2 separate regions of the Mus musculus genome follow, and region 2 is linked to region 1. Evidence: chromatin contacts called from public promoter capture Hi-C data. All regions are on one chromosome and are shown on one strand. Each heading gives the region's core, a stretch centred on a gene start, on an enhancer-like site or on the middle of the called end of the contact. The rest is flanking DNA. Distances are from core to core; before and after follow the strand shown. Region 1 overlaps Cmah (cytidine monophospho-N-acetylneuraminic acid hydroxylase). Region 2 holds the start of 9330162012Rik (cDNA RIKEN 9330162012 gene).

Region 1 (4,130 bases), core at 1,305-3,804:
CACAGTGTACGAGACATTGGCTTCCCCTTCATGTTCTGGTTCATGACTGTGAGAAACATCTTCAGTGTTCTCTAGGTGCCCCAAATAATGCTTTTACTGTGACATCTGTAACCTCGGTGCTTGGCAGGCTGAAGTAGAAGGATTGCCAGTTCCAGGTCAGCCAGGGTTATGAAATAAGAGCCTTTCTCAAATCAAACCCACATGATAACAACTAACAAAGAACAGGAAGAGAGGTCAGAGCTCAGCAGCTGGGCGCTCAGCCGGCGTGCAGCCACACAGTGGTTGGGTTGGCTAGAACCTGAACTCTGCAGCACACAGGAGAGAAATAGCGACTAGGACTCAGTTGTCTCCCTGGAGCAGAGCTGAGCTCTGAACCACTTTTCCCCTCAGCCCAGCCTGAGCACTGGTCACACTTGCTGTTAGAAAGCACCCAGGAAGATGCTCTAGACCCGTTTCCTCAACTCTAATCCTTGAGCTGGAATCTGGGAAGAGCCAGTAATTCCAGGGAAGAGGCAGGTGCTGGAGTAGCAAAGAAAGTCCTTGGCTCAGAGTCCAAAATGCTTTTGATATTTTAACAACTGGTATATCTAACTAGACAAATACTAATTTTGTCCCTAAGGAATTGTTAAAGGGGGTGGTAAAGAAAAGAACTTGCCAGCATTCACAACTGTCACATCTAACAATGTAGGGACACCCAAGAAGGGGATAGAGGGCTTTTAGTCTTTATCCACCTCAAAATAGAAAAATAGAAGCACCCCCAAACACTGCCATGGATGTAACCCAGTGCACAGCTCAGAGGCAGGCAGTGTAACATAGCAGGGAAGTGGACGATTCAGGCTTTAGACTGCTTAAAGTTTAGAAATATGTTGTACCAACAGGGGAACCCAAGGCTGATATCAACCTGAACTCTAAATGTCTGTGATCAGGACACAATAGAAGAAGTAGCCAACTATCATTGTTATTTTCTTGAGACAAGCTCTTCCTATGTAGTTTAAGCTAGCTTTAAGCTCATTATCTGTCTCCCTCAAGCTCTCCAGTATTAGGACTGCAAAACTGTACTACCAAACCCAGCTTTAAAAGTTATTTCACAGAGTCTAGGTCATAAACAGCTATAAAATGCCTCAGACAATGTCAAATTTGGAAGGTTTCCCGGAAATATGTATTTTTTTCTTTTCTCACTTCCTTTCTTCTTGTGACTCCTTACCATATTTAGGGGGATCACTGAAAGCAAATTTTCTGGAAACAATAATTGTAGGATCATGGAAATGACTGTATCACAGCTCAGTAGTGGGATTGTAGACATATCCTCTGATAGTTTGTATAAGGAGGCATTAAATCATATTCCCTGTTCAGCCTCAAACGGTTAATGCAAGCCCACTTTCCCCATAGGCAAACTGAGCTCTGCACAGTGAACCATTGGGCAGTAGCATACACTGAGCAAACTGTATGACCTATGACCTCAGGACCCTGAAAAGTAAACAATCGCAGAAAATAGAAACAAAATGACAGCTTGACAGAATAACCCTTCAGTGATGCTGAGGTTTTAACTTTGTGTTTACTTGATTATTTGGGAATGGTATCCTGTGATGAAGTCCAGGCTAGCTTCAAACTCAAGATGCTTCTGGCTCAGCCCCAAATGCTAGGATTATGAGCACGTGCCACTATGCCACACCCTATGCTTCTGTTTTCTCAAAACCATAGTCTCTCTCTCTCTCTCTCTCTCTCTCTCTCTCTCTCTCTCTCTCTCTCTCTCTCTCTCCCTCTCTCCCTCTCCCTCTCTCTCTCTCTCTCCTCAAGACAGTCAAAGAGTGGTGTTGAATGCTGGTGAGAACAGGACACATTGCTGGGGTAAGGGTGGAGCAGGGTAGAGCAGGGGTGGGGTCGAAATCGAGGAAGATCAGAATAAGCAGGAGAACCTTCTGAGCTGGAAGGTTTTGTTTCCTTTAGTTCTTTCCTTTTCACTTGCCAAGTCCCCAGGTGACTGCTTCAGTCACAAGGCTGCCTCCATGAAACCCCAGGAGAGGGGAAAGAAGCCTTCTCTCAGGTCAGAAGGACTTTGATTTCAAGAGAGTAGAGAGAATCCTGTTGCTCTTTCTCTTCTTCCCTCAACTCGCTCCACCTACCTTCCCTGTTTGCTCTTTGGGAGACAGGGTCTGCTGCAGTATCCCGGTCCAGCCTTGAACTTGCAGCAGTTCTTGCCCCAGCTTTCCGAAGACGCAGAAAGGCCGTGAGTCTTGCTCTGTTGCTGTTTTTCTTTCTCTAATGCTTGGCCCCAAAGTAAATGGAATTCTTAGAAAGAAAGTACTCATCCAGTCAGGGAAGCCAAAGCCCTGGCTTCTCAGTAGATTATTTTCTACTGATGGATCATTTGACATTGATAGAGAGTAGACACTTGGGAGGCAAGAAAGTACTGGGGAATGTTTCAGGGAGAGTTATGGCTTATGAAAATGAGCCAGAAGAGCAAGTAAACTCTGGAGCTCGGCAACTGGCTGTACTTTGTGACCATAAGCAGGAGACGGAGACTCTGCAACTGAAGTACAAGAGAGAGCACAGCTTAAGCCCCATACTGGTGACCTGTGTGACCCCATGCTGGTGATTTGGCAATTGTGGAACAGAGCTAAAAGAGGAACTGAAATGAAAACCGCAGCCTGAAGATAGCATTTTTGAACTTGTAGCATAAACATGACCTGCTTTTAATATTTATTAAAACGAAAGTATAAACTGCCACAAATAGAAACAACACCCAGAGTATCATAAAATAGTTTTCTAAGGAAAAAGATAAGATCAAAAACTAAGTATAAAGAAAACCAGGAAAACATTGCCATGTCACGAGGGGAAGCACAATATATAGTAGATCCAAAATGACACAGATGCTAGAATTATTAGGGAAAAAAATCAAACATCTATAAAAGTTATGTTTCAATAAGTAATGGCAAAATCCTTTGACTGTAAAGACAGAAAGAAAGCTACTCACACAGAGAGAAGATAGAAGAACTAAATGGAAAATTTACATTCAAACTACACAGTCTACAAGGGCAAACACCTGGATGTGTTTCAAGGGCCTGCTGGGATTGAGAACAGCAAGAGGAAGTGAACTTAAAGATAGAGCAACAGAAGCCATGAAACCTATAAACAGGAAGAAAAAGACTGGGACAAACAAGAACAGGGGACCCGTGGGACAACGGCAAATGTCAGGTATCCATGAAGAAGAGGTAAAGGCCACGCATGTAAACAAGAGGAAGAGTGGGTGGATGGAACTAAACTTAATAAAGGTCAGAAACTTAGATGCTAGAAGCACAGTAAGGCCCCAAACAATATAAACTTGAATCAAAAGAAGCCTGGACCCATCAGAACAAAATTACCAAAACATAAAGACACAGCAATATCAAATTACCTTGGTTTTTTGTTTGTTTGTTTGCTTGCTTGCTTGTTTTTATCAGAGGAAACAATTCAAATAACTGGGCTTCTAATCAGAAACAGTGATGGCTGGAAGTTAGTGGAATTTTAAATGTGTTTACAAGACAAAACAATTGCATCTAGATCCAGGAAAGAGGTATTGGGGCAGAGAGGAAAGCAGACATTCTCAGATGAGAGGGCTCTGGGGATCACTGCCTTAGAAAAACTCATGGGATGTTCTTCGATTAAAGAGGCGTGGTTGTGAGGGAGAACAGAAATGAAAATATCTTGACATATTTAGTGGACAGCTTTTTCATTAGGTTTTTTAATTTGAAAGATGATGTAACACCGAGACAACTATCAGTATGGAGAGATGTTATAGATTAAACTGTGTCTGTTCAAAATTTTTATATTAAAACACTGAGCCCTGAGTAGTTCAGAAATAGAGCTTGCTTGAAGGTAGGGCCTATACAAAAGGAATCTAGTTAAAATGATTTCATGAGGGCAGACCTTGTACTTAAGAGTTGGCCAGTGTCCTTAAAACAAGGCACAATTTGGGCACAGAGACACATGAAGGAAAGATGATATGAGGAGACAAAGGTGAGGTGGCTCAGGAATGGTCATGGTCAGAGTCCGAGCTCAGCATGCAGGAGGCACGGGTCCTGCTGTACAGCGAATTTGACCTTCTAGCTTCTGCAGTGATAAACAAAACAGCATTCCTATTTTACTTCTGT
Region 2 (4,061 bases), core at 476-2,975, 490 kb after region 1:
CACAGACCAATTGGAGAAAAAGCATGATGTCTACAAGTTTGGGAGAAAGGCCTCAGATGAAACCAGGCCTGCCGCCATCTTGATCTCTGTTTTAGGGTTTCTATTGCTGCAACACAACATCATGGTCAAAAAGCAAGTTGGTGAGGAAAGGGTTTATTTGGCTTACACTTCGACAACACTGTTTATCAGGGAAGGAAGCCAGGACAGGAACTCAAACAGGGACAGAAACCTGGAGGCAGGAACCTGATGCAGAGGCCAATGAGGGGTGCTGTTTACCAATGGCTTGCTCAGACTGCTTTATTATAGAACCCAGGACCACTAGACAAGGGATGCCACCACTCACAACGGACTGGGCCCTCCTCCACTGATCACTAACTAAGAAAATGTCTTGTAGGCTTCCCTATAGTCCAGTCTTATGGAGGCTCCTTCCTCTCTGATGACCTTAGCTTATTCCAAGTTCACATAGAACTTAGCCAGCACAGCCTCTGACTTCTGGCCTCGGGAACTGCAGGAAGACACACTCCTGTCACTGTAAGCTGCCCAAATGGCCACCTTGGCCTCTCCTCTGACCTCTGGGCCTGCATGTGTCTTTTGCCCCCACATTATTCATCAGTTCCAGCACACTTCCTTGCTCTTTACAGCTTGCAGTTTGGATCTCCAAAACATCACGTAAGCTCTATAAGGGGCTGGATTTTCTTAAGATTCATTTATTTTATGCATATGAGCATTGGCTTGCATGCATGTATGTGTGCCTTCAGCAATCCCCTGGAACTGGAGTCCCAAACTGGTGAGAGTTGCCCCGGGAGCGCTGAGAACTGAACCCAGAAACTCTGCAAGAGCAGCAAGTACATCTCAAAAGGCGAACCGTTCTCCAGCCTCCCCCAACCTTTTTTCTGGACTCTGTATTCCAAGCACCTCCAGAAATACGTGGCACCCCCACGAAGGGTGGACCAATGTGAAGGCTCTAGTGCTTGTACCCTCATCAGGAGACAGCAGCAGGAAATGAAGGATAAAGAGACTATGATTTCATGGGGTTGGCTGCAGGGGTACTATCAAAAATAAAGGAGGAAGAATTTTTCTAAAATAATTTTCTGTCCTCACCATCTACCCTCCACTGTCCAGCCATCTCTGTTAGTAAGCGCATTTAGACCTAAAGTCAGAGAATGCCCCTAGACTTTTTCCCTCCTCTGAACGAAGCTCACATGTCCTTTCTCAGTGTCCTTGACACAGCTCCTACACATACAGCCCCAACATGCAACCTACATATACAGATACACATTCCCTACATACAGCTTTCACATACAGGGCTCTCTCTCATCTTCCTTCTACTCTCTCTCTCTCTCTCTCTCTCTCAGATAGGCTGGCTGACATAGCTCACTTTTATTATGCACACCTGTCGATACATGTAGGAAGGGGATCTGATAACCGTACGCATGCTCCAAACTAATTTATCTCTTTTTGTTGTTTGCTCTGGCTTTCCGTACTGTGTATCCCGAGGAACCGGTTTCACTTTGTTTCACTCTGTGGATCTCTGCTTCCTTCTAGGCCGGGATCCCGCACCTGCGGTGCTCTCACCTTGACCGAGACCCCTTTCCAGCTGTTGAAGGCATCGTAGGCGGCGCGCACAGCAGCGCGGGCCTCGGGTACCCCGCAGTCGGCCACGGTGCCCAGCTTGGCGCCGCTGGCCGGGTCGTACACCGGGAAGGTGGCGGGGGCTGGGAGCCAGCGGCCGCCCACGAAGCTGTCCCCGCGGAGTAGGTCGGCGTGGAGGCCCCCGGGGCCGCTGGCGTAGCTGCGCCGCGGGGTTCCTGCGGGCTCCGGGCGGAAGCGGCCGGGAGGCGGCAGCGCAGGACGCGCGGCCCAGAAGCTCCGCAGCAGAAAGCAGGTCGCCATGGCCCGGCAGTAGCGGCGACACCGGCAAGGGACAGGCAAGCGAGCTGCAGGATCTCAGGGGTCGCGGGAAAGCGGGAGCCCGGCGGCGGGGACGCGCGGGGTGGCGGGGACGCGCGGGGTGGCGGAGACACCGAGAGCGCCCTCTCTCTGAGCTGTTGAGATTGGAGCTGCGAGGAGACAGAGCTTGAACTGTGTTCCCCGCACGTTCTTCTCCAGGGCCTGCGAATGGAAAGACTCCCAGCAAGATGAATTCGTGCACATAACTCACCGTTCTCAATGTCGGATGCTCACCTGTCATTTCTTTAGGCCTTAATTGTGACGGGAGCACTTTCTGTTCCCCAGTTCCCCAGCCCCGGCAATATGCACTCCGTCTAAAGAAGGCACCAAAGGCCAAACTCGCGGTTTCATATGCTCGGGCTACTGAGCATTGGAACTGGGGATCACTGTTCAGTGAGGGGTGAAGTGTGGCTCAGTGATCGGTTCCTTGCATGCTTTTCTACATATCCCCTTCATGAATTCGGAGCACAGCGCTCCTGAGTACTGAGATTTGGGGCAACCGTTCAATTAGGGTCGAAGTGAGGCTTCCTCTTGCATGCTTTCTGTGTGTGTCCTCTGTTGGTCCTGAGCAGTGGTGCTCCCAAGCCACTGCCCTTTGCTTCGTGACGTAGCTGCTGTACATCAAGCAACTAACAGAGCTGAAGTTTAGTAACTGGAAACAATCATCCTAGAAGTAATAATAAGCCCGGTGTTGTGGCCAGCACTTGGGAGGCTCTCGGTAAGTTCAAGGCTGAGACCCTATTTTAAAAAAGAAATCAACAGGGGTGTGAGGATTGAACATAGCACTATCACCTTAAACAAAATCTTCATCCTCCTGCTGCATCTGGGCCCCAAACTCTGCAGAAGAAAGAAACCCTAAGTTTTAATTTGAATAAAAGAAACAGCAGGTTTGTGTTCAGAATACGTGGAGTCAAATGTTGTTGTTATTATTGAGAAAACATGTTATTATGTAGCCTAGGATGACCTACATCTCGCAGTCTTCCTTCCTAGAGTTCTGGAATTACAGGCGAGCACTACATGCCCCAGTTAGAATATTGTATTTGCAAAATGCCTTGGATGTTCTTTTAATTGTTGGCTTTGTCTTCTGCTGAGTCAGAGCCTCCCAGTCATGTGCCAGATACATCTGGCAGAAGTCTCAATAGCAGGATTTAATTGTGTGTACAGGTAGGTGTGCACACATATGTGCTGTGTGTGTTCACTACTTTGTCCTGTATTTTATTAAGGGAACTGGAGCGAGAAGCGGTCAAGATAAGGAGGGCCTCCGGTGGCTTTCTCAGCTATCGCAAGCTGGCCGGCCTGTATTCCTGCTGCCTGTAGGGGGCGCTCTACTCATAGACCATTCTATCTTCTCTGGACATTCCTTCAGATCTTGTCTTAATCACTGTAGACCCCAAACTTGAAATCGGCTTTGTGTCTCGGGATCCAATATAGAATTCACTGTCTCTCGTTATCTCTCTCTCTCTCTTCCTCCCCTTTTTTCTTTTATTTCTGTAAAGATTCATCTTGAAAAAAAAAAAAAACAGAAATAAAAGAAAAACATCTTGTTTGGTAACCAAAGCCAACGTCAAATTCACTATGCAGCCCAGGCTGGTCTTGAACTCAGGGAATCCACGGTATCAATCTGAGAGTATTCAAGCAAGTCACCGCTCCTGGCTTGAGAAACTTTGTAAAAGCTCTGCCTACTCTCCTTTTCAGCTGAGTTGCCCGCCTTGCATTTGCGCTCTAGGAGTAACACCGAAGTCTCGTAGCACTTTCACTGTTTGTTTCTTAGAAAGTGAGAAAAAAAAAACCCACAAAAATTCCCAAAAGCCTAAGCACACAATATTTAGGTTTAGTCTTACTGTTAATCTTCACAGCAACGCGGTAGTAAAATGCTTTTACTTACTTGTTGAAGGAAGGAGCTCACCAAGGCAATTGTCCCTATGGTCTGAGAAGTCCATTAAGTGGCACCCGAAACTTCCTACACTGATGCTTCTCCCCAGCAAGCCCCCGTTTGGAGTGGAAACAATTCCCTCCAGCCTCTTCCCCGTGACTCCCGGATCTTGGATGGGTGCTCACTAGGACCCACAGGAGAAACGCAGTCACGGGGGGCGGAGCCTCTTCTCCCCTTG

The links. Promoter capture Hi-C pulls out the DNA fragments that hold promoters and counts their contacts.
Region 2: a contact with region 1 is called in a promoter capture Hi-C map of pre-B cells, with 2.3 times the contacts expected there. The contact joins the promoter of 9330162012Rik here to the enhancer-like site in region 1. A contact is called at or near these places in 7 of 39 promoter capture datasets (the 3T3-L1 cell line, the HPC-7 cell line, cranial neural crest and 3 more), 2 of 115 datasets of contacts at active chromatin or transcription factors (large pre-B cells and memory CD8 T cells) and 1 of 9 other capture datasets (liver).

Annotation. Positions count from the first base shown.
Region 1 is chr13:24,442,292-24,446,421 of GRCm38.p6, forward strand. The region is part of intron 11 of Cmah (cytidine monophospho-N-acetylneuraminic acid hydroxylase); the gene reads left to right. Among named protein-coding and RNA genes, the nearest start is that of Gm22013, 42 kb to the right of the region's middle. Within about 2 kb of position 2,555, at least 77 of the 459 cell types and tissues checked have an H3K27ac peak or open chromatin away from gene starts, as enhancers often do. A contact at or near this core is called in the HPC-7 cell line, liver and pre-B cells, where this site is marked.
Region 2 is chr13:24,935,676-24,939,736 of GRCm38.p6, forward strand. It overlaps 9330162012Rik (cDNA RIKEN 9330162012 gene), which reads left to right and starts at 1,726. Exons shown (of 2, transcript NR_102323.1): 1 at 1,726-1,928; 2 at 2,110-3,374. Aldh5a1 (aldhehyde dehydrogenase family 5, subfamily A1) reads right to left here and starts at 1,986. Exons shown (of 10, transcript NM_172532.3): 1 at 1,576-1,986. The coding sequence starts at 1,893. It also overlaps a transcript of Gpld1 not described here.